Linked DNA regions of Mus musculus: region 1 is linked to region 2. The links are chromatin contacts, called in public Hi-C maps. All regions are on one chromosome and are shown on one strand. The core of a region is the stretch at or near the end of the contact, and the rest is flanking DNA. Distances in the headings are between cores, read along the strand shown. Region 1 holds the start of B230216N24Rik (RIKEN cDNA B230216N24 gene). Region 2 overlaps Pam (peptidylglycine alpha-amidating monooxygenase).

Region 1 (3,898 bases), core at 345-2,844, 45 kb before region 2:
AGGTTGTCAGAGCTCAGTATCAAGCAACAGACTTGACCAGCCATCTCCTTGGCTCTCAGTAGTACTCCTGCTTACCTACCATCTTGCTGAACTTGGTCTGTTTTGCTTTTCAAACAGGATCTCAGAAAGCACAGATGAAAGAACGGAAGCTTGATTGGAAAGCTCTCTCTCGTTAACTGACTTAATGGCATGCTATGTTTTCCTGAGACTACATGTTACAATTCTGCTCTCATTTTTTCTCAAGCTCTACAGGAGTGAGAACCCCCCAACTTGTCAATTAGGTTCAAAAAAAACCTCTATATTTTTTTCAGATTGGAAATTGGTACTGTTCTATTCCATTTACTGTTTTTGAAGCCACTGGTCTGGTTAGACATTTGTAAACTGTTTACTTACAAAGGAAACATTAAGAGGCAGGCGTGGCATCATCTAAATTGAAATAGAGATAATAATAGTGCCTTTGAAAGAGCTAAGATCTAAGTATATAGTACAGAGTGACAACCTTCAGTTTATATTGTGCTGTGACTGTCTTAAGGAAGACCTGCCCACTTTCTTGCTTATCCTTACAATTGCAGTAGTTACAATAAAAATTAGATCCCGGTATTGTTGAAAAACATGTCAATCAAATATGCACGGGAGAGAAAACAATAGTTTTCATACTACAGATGATAAATTATATACTTATTAAAGTGTTGCAACCGATCAGATAAGCAGAGGATATCATTATAGCCTCAGTTTGACGCTGGCACATGGTTATTTTCAGCAATTACTCTAAACCTGGTGTTGTTAAAAGGGCTTGTGTTCTCTTCAGCATGGGTGGCAGAGGCAAGGAAGAACAAAGAGTTCAAAGGAAAGCTTTATGTTCTGTGTGGCTTTCCAGGGAAGGGCATCATTACAATAGAATTTATTCTGCCTTTGACACAGACGACTTCACCAAGAAAACTGTAGCATCAAGTCCTGCTTTCCTGGCTGATTTTATCAGGGTGTAATAACTAGCCATTTCCCTGGAGGTGTTTTCTGCATAAGTGACCTGTTGGCAAGGATTTAGTGGAGCTCAGAGATTAATGGACCCACAGCTGCCACCTTCCAGAGAAATAAATAGAAAGAATCAGTTGTCATTGTTATCAGCATGCAGACATCCTAAGGCACAGATGTGGGCTTTCTTTTCAAAGTGAATCAAGCATTCACTCTCAAGGAAAAGGATATTTGTAATGCAATAATATTAATGCTTGTTAAGTGAGAGAATTATATATGAAGCTAGACTTCTGTTACCTCGGAGCATTGGGTATTGACCTATGCCTTCCTTAGAGCTCTGTGTGTGAAAAGGATGTTGCCAATGGAACGGTGTAATGACATTTGCCATTAAGAAGTCATGCTGAAATTAGTAATTCCAGAATTCACTGAGTTCTTCTGCTCTGCGTCACAGTTGCTGCCTCTGTGACAACCTTCCTTTCCTACTTAGCAAATCCAAGCCTGGTCGCTTGAGCCCCAGGAAGTTGTTAAAGCAATTAAAGGCGGCTGTCTCCCAGCACATTGCTCCGTTACCATAGTAGCCTCTGCCTCCAAGTCTCTCCTGATGATGTCAGTATGCATACACGGGTTGCTCAGAGCATCTACGTGGGGATGATTCATCCCACAATAAAGCCCCTCTCCTGTTGCTCTCCTGCCAGTGTGATTAGCAATGGAGGGTAAGTGCTTTGTTTAATATACTATTATAAGAATTACCAAATGTCTCTATTATTTTGCTTTAGGTTTCTTGTGTTCTAAAATATACTTCTAACTGAAACATAATATATAGGAACAAGCTATAAATCTGTTGTCGGGGATTGGCTAAAATTTTCCTATATATTATGTGTATGTGTGCATATGTGTGTTCACATGTAGGGGTGGGCTTATAAAAATCACTGTGAATGCACAATGTAATACCTCTTACCCCCTGATAAGCGAAACCAGCATGCACACTATAGCTTTCCTTTTAAACTGTTTGCATTCCATAAAAAAAAAAAAAACTTAACATATTTTTTACAGGTGTCATAGGGCAGCTAAGGCTCTTAGAAAGTATGTGAATTATACATTTTTTTACTGATATTTTATCCATCTTAAGTGATAATAACAGGATATGGGAAGGTATTGTCGGAAGTTCAGTGTCTACTGACAGTCATAATTGCATACTTCAATCCTACTTCCATATGTTTCTAATATTGCAGAGGAGTGAACTTGGTGCTTGATGAAATACTTACGTATGCCTCCCTTCCTGAGGCTGAGCATTTGTCTTCACATCTCTGCAAAGAGGACTGTGCAGTCTCTTATGGTGTCAGGGGGAGAGCTATGAGTGAAGAGTCCCTTCTGGAAGTTAGTTTTCTGTTTCAGCTTTTCTCCCCCAAACTGTCTCATCAAGAAATCCATAGACCTCTCTTCTCCATCACCACACCACGCATTCTGCCTGTGGTTCCTTCCCTGGATCCCCAGTAAACAATTTCAGTACATCTGGTAGTGAGCTTTAAGGAGAGTAGAAAAGGGTGATTTCTAACTGTTAGTAAATAGCTTCGCGAGAGGACAGGGGCTTGAGAATGGCTCGTACAGAGACTACCCATCCTTCAGGAAGCTGAACCTTTGTTCTGTATAGAAGTCAGGCGCATGGCTTAGTTGACAGGGACAAGAAGTGGTTTAGACTGTTTATTTCTAGAGTCTTGTATTTTTAGAATACCGTGGAATATGGTCTATATAATTTGTTTCTGGGAAATTATGTTAATGGAACATTAATGCTAGATGTAGGTTTCTATAAAGAGTAAGTAAGAAATAATGGTTGTAAGAGTATAAAGCCATACTAAAAGTTACATTCAGCTCCTTGGAACTGAAGGATGTGTCATATGTATCATAAGTGTTTATTCTTTGAATTTTCCCAGTCTTGAAACTATATTAAAACAGTGTTAAATTATACTTGCCCTTGTGTTTAATAAGTTATTCATTAATTGCTATTAGAAACTGATTCTCATAAGTAGAAGCAAATTCATCTACATTACAGTAGAGTAAATGTTGAAGAAATTGACTCAACCTAAACTGATACCATACTTGTAAAATCTCTTATTGAAATACACTCATAATGCTTGTGTTAGAAATAAAACTAATACGCTTCATGCTAAATTTTATCTTATTTTTTTCTGCTCATGTTTGCAGCAATACAACCTAATTCATTAGCTAACTGAATTCACAGTTTAAAATATATATTCAGTTTCAACTTTAAAAGTTGAAAATAGTCATTTTCCAACTTGACCGTGCTAGCCATACTCTGGGGAAAATACACTTCAGGAGTCCAGCCTTCTTCCTGTTTGAGTTAGAAGCAGTCCCAGGCTATTCAGGAAGAGTGATCTTTAAAATTGCCTTAGGAGAGGGTCTCTTTTATTTTCGTGTCATAATGAAAGTTTTAAGTTTAACAGTTACATTTGTTCTTGCTGAAGCGTGGAGATGCCAAGTCTAAAGACTTGACAGCTTGAGGTAAATGAGATATGCATGAGACATGGCAGAAAGATGATTATGTCGGCTCTCACAAGACAGATAACTGGAAGAAAATCCAAAAAAAAAAAAAATTCCAGGACATTGTATGGAGAAAATAGATGTGTAAATAAACATCTAGAGAAGACTGAAAGCTCATGTTGGGAGGAGTCAGAAAAGCACCTTCTAAGACATCATGTCCCCAACGTCTAACCTAGGTTCTAGGTTTTATATGGCACCATCTGTTCTCAGGAACATATGATCCCCAGGTTAGAACAGGACCATATTTCTCTGGTCAGTGTCTAGCCCTCCCCCTAAAAGAAGTGATCTATGTAGCATGACTGAGGTGGTCATCTAGTCTCCCGTCATTTGCTCTACCCAGTTACTACAGGACTTACAGCTTACAGGG
Region 2 (3,948 bases), core at 138-2,637:
ATCTCATTGTTGTCTGTCTTCTAGCTCTCTTCTTTTGCCCCACCTACTTATCTGCTTTGATTGGCAGGAGGGTGTTCTGGTCCCTGGACTGCCTTGTCAATGAGTTGCTGATGCTTTTGCTTGTCTTCTCCCTTAGCAATTTGGCAGTTAAATGAAACTTTTTACATCAACTGACAACTTCTATTGGTTGCTCAGATTCTCAGGTATGTATATGACCAGTTGATTCAAGTGATTCAGTTAGGGCAGGGATCTGAGTTTACCATGATCATACTTTCTAAGACTAAACCCTCGAGATTAGTTCCACGACTCAGATGTGTAATGTCTTTGGTCTTTTTTCTAAGATTTTTATTGAGGTCCTAAAGAACACACTCTGGTTTGTTCTTCATAAGAGGATCTACATTATTCAGATTTAAGAAGTGATATCTTGCTTTATCTGAAGACATTATTCTATAAATTCTGGGCTTATTTGTCATGAAGGTTTCCATATCAAGAAAAATTTCTGGTTTTTAGACACATGAGCTCAATGGAGTTTTACTCCTTGTTTAGTTGGCATAATTATTACTCGTTACAGGTCAGACTGCAATAAATTTAAAATAAAACAATTTTATCATATCTGATCTAAAAAAATTATCTACTTGGATGAGCTAAATATTATAGAATTATATTTATATGAGTGTCTGTCAGCTCTCCTGCACCTTCTGAAGAGCATGCCAGTGAGAATGCTTTAGATAAAAAGGGGACATTTTTCTAGGAAAACTTTTGTAAGTGGAATATTCTAAAGAGACTCAGTTAAAACTGATACAGTCAGAAAATTGTGACATCTTTCTCTTTGAAGATTTAATACATCCCCAACATTTTTCAGTGATATTCTCTATGGAGATTTTATCCTATAAAATACCAGTTCTACATACACAATGAAGAAGAGCATTGTGAAAATTTTATTGAATGTTACCTTTGAGAAATACTGGGTTTGGAGGACGCTGTTCCAAATAGCCTGCAAGAGCTTCTTGAAAAGCCTCTTGCTTCGTGCTGAGATTTGCAGAAAATATGGATTGATTTTCCTCTGTGGGTGTCAGAAGGAGGGCATATGCCTAAAGGGAAAAAAAACTGTAACTGAATTGCCTTCCTTTTCTCTTGCCTTTCTGTAATCCTCTCACCAGAAGTCACGGAATTTAGTAGCACTTCACCTCCCCCACAAGATCTAATGCTGTAATATTCCTTCTGTGGCTATGTTTGGCACTCTTATGAGTTCGCCTACAAAACTGATGCATTAGAGAAGGATGGTGAGACATTGTCATGGCCTAGTATGTGCATCCCAGAGAAGAGAGGAGTAGCCTGCAGCCCCTATCTAAAGGGTTAATATTTAGAGTCAGACAGATCTGGGCTCCTTGCCTGAACATTCTGAGTCAAAAGACTTGGAGCAGGGCCGAGTGCTATTTTAACCAGCTGCTCAGTTTATACTTATCTTTGGGCAAATTTGGGAAATAATGATGAAAGATTTCATTCTCATTTTCTTCATTCACAATGTGGGAAATGTTAAAAAAAAAAGTAAAATTAGATAGTATGAATGACGATATCCCTGAAAAAGTCCCTACATGATGCTTGGAATATGATGTGTACTATGTAAGTGGTAGAGCCCCATCTCGTAACACACTGTGGGAGAAATTGACTAGCCCTTTAAAGAAAGTATAAATGATTTCCTTGAATAGACCAGTGGCAGTAGAGCTTCTACTTGAGGTTAAAGAGGACAACTCTTTCTTCTGGTCTTCCATAAGGGATATCTTACACAACTTGACTTTTCCATTCATTAGTCAATTACCCTGATATATGTCCCACATCCTTATTTGTGTTATCTTTATCAACTGAGCCATATAAATGCATGTGGGTCTGTTATAAAGGGGGAAAGTACCCATCCGTTCACTCATGAATTCCACGTGTGGTGGAGTACCTGCTGTCAGTCCTTTTTCCGGGTGACAGAGGTGTATGGGTGAGGCTGGCAGCAGGAGCAGTGGGAGCAGCAGCAGCAGCAGCAGCAGCAGCAGCAGCAGCAGCAGCAGCAACAGCAGCAGCAGCAGCAACAGCAGCAGCAACAGCAGCAGCAGCACACCACAGTTACTCCATGCTCAGGATGAGCTAGCTGTTTTCATGGAGCAATAAGAGCCCCGCCAACCTTCCTGTCTAACTTACATCTTATGACTACAATAAGTATGGAGTCACTAGGGCTTCAACTATCTTTCTGAAGTCACAGAATCAAGGTTATAGAGTATAGCTAAAAAGGAGTCTCAGTACTTCTGTGAGATACTTTAGTGTTTGCCCAGTTTATGCAGAGTTCGTTGGTTATTTATTCACTATGAGTAAGTTGGTGAATGACAATCAGTACCTGAAACTATGTCTGCATCTCCCCATTAAATCCCTCTTGTTAAGCAGGGCACACATTTTAACAATCTTTGTGGTAGTTGAATTTGTAGTCATTGACCATAGAAAAACAACACATTTTACTGGACTACATATATATATAAAATGTATATGTGTTAAAGGCATGGGCAGATGAAGGACAGGTTTGAGTTATACCACCTTCACTATGTTTTATTGATGTTGAAATTGTTTTGTTAGTAGAAAACAAACTGTTTCCCATTCATTACTTTCTGATCACAGTCTGCCCTCCCTATCTCCTTCCAGATTTCCCCACCTTCCCATACCTCCAACTCCAGGCCTTTTCTCTTTTCTTTCTCTCCCTCTTAAGAAAACAAACAGGCACATAGAAAAGATAAACAAAAACAAAACAAACAGAAAAAGAAAAAAGAGTATGTAAAATGTATACACATATAGACACACACATGTCCATATACACAAAACCCATAAAAACACAAAATCAGAAAACATAACATACAAGCAAAACAGCAGTAACCTTAGAAAAATAAAAGCCCACACAAAGCAATATGAGACAAAAAAAATTCTCCGAAAATATCTTTGAGTATGTTTTATATTGGCCATCTACTGTTGGGCATGCCCTTCAGTGAGATATGCCCTTAGATAAACTAATTTTTCAGTTACAAGTAGTAATCATCTATTGGAAGTTCTTGTCTGTTTCTCCATCTCAGTGCTGGGAGCACATCTGGCTTGAATCCATGCAAGTTCCATGCATACTACTACATTCTCCATGAGTTCATATATGCACCAGTTCTTTTGTATCTGCATGGCCTTGTTTATTTGGTATAGACCATCCCCTCTGGTTCTCACAGTCTTTATGTCTTCTCTTCCACAGTCTCCTGAGTCCTGAGGGGAGAGATTTGATGATGACATCTCATTTAGGACTGAGTGTTCCGAGGCCTCCCACTATATACATTGTCCAGTGTGGGTCTCTGTGTTCGTTCCCATCTATAGGAAGAAGCTCTCTTATGATGGCTGAGCAAGACAGTGATTTTTGTTGTTAGGAGTAATTTTACTCCTACGCTCCTTTAGCAGAACAATAATATTTAAGTTTCCCTAGATCCATGGCCTATCTAGTCTTAGGCTCTTGGCCATCCAAACATTGTCATGGAATTTATCTCATGGAGTTGGCTTTAAATTCAACATAGTGTTTATTTACACCCAAAATGTTTGTGCCACTGTTGCCCAAGCATGTCACGCAGGCAAGTCACTATTGTAGATGGAAAGGTTTGTACATGTGTTGGTTATTAACTTCCACCTTTGGTACCATGTAGACTGCCTTCCAGGACTGGGAACATTAGTCAGTAGCGGTAAAGATCCTCATTAGGCACCGGCTCAACTTTTCCATGTTCAATGAGATATGTAAAATGTTGTCTTCAGCAATAAAACTTTGCCATCCATTTCTGGAGAGCAATCACTATCCTTCGCAATCGCCTGACTTGTTTGGAGGTTTCCATGGGGCCCCTTTGGCTAACAATTCAAGTAGATGTATTCCATTCCTGACACTTCAGGTTTCAT

Evidence for each region. A called contact is a pair of places that touch in the nucleus more often than the background predicts.
Region 1: a Hi-C map of cortical neurons shows a contact between it and region 2, with 2.0 times the contacts expected there. The contact joins the promoter of B230216N24Rik here to the enhancer-like site in region 2. A contact is called at or near these places in 1 of 39 promoter capture datasets (neural stem cells), 6 of 484 Hi-C or Micro-C datasets (adipose-derived mesenchymal stem cells, cortical neurons, embryonic fibroblasts and 3 more), 2 of 115 datasets of contacts at active chromatin or transcription factors (embryonic stem cells and pancreatic cancer cells) and 1 of 9 other capture datasets (adipose tissue).

What each region holds. Positions count from the first base shown.
Region 1 is chr1:98,045,489-98,049,386 of GRCm38.p6, reverse strand. It overlaps B230216N24Rik (RIKEN cDNA B230216N24 gene), which reads left to right and starts at 1,594. Exons shown (of 3, transcript NR_037993.1): 1 at 1,594-1,685. All of the region lies in intron 1 of Pam (peptidylglycine alpha-amidating monooxygenase), which reads left to right.
Region 2 is chr1:98,000,415-98,004,362 of GRCm38.p6, reverse strand. The region is part of intron 1 of Pam (peptidylglycine alpha-amidating monooxygenase); the gene reads left to right. Among named protein-coding and RNA genes, the nearest start is that of B230216N24Rik, 45 kb to the left of the region's middle. Within about 2 kb of position 1,387, at least 61 of the 459 cell types and tissues checked have an H3K27ac peak or open chromatin away from gene starts, as enhancers often do. A contact at or near this core is called in adipose tissue, adipose-derived mesenchymal stem cells, cortical neurons and 2 more, where this site is marked.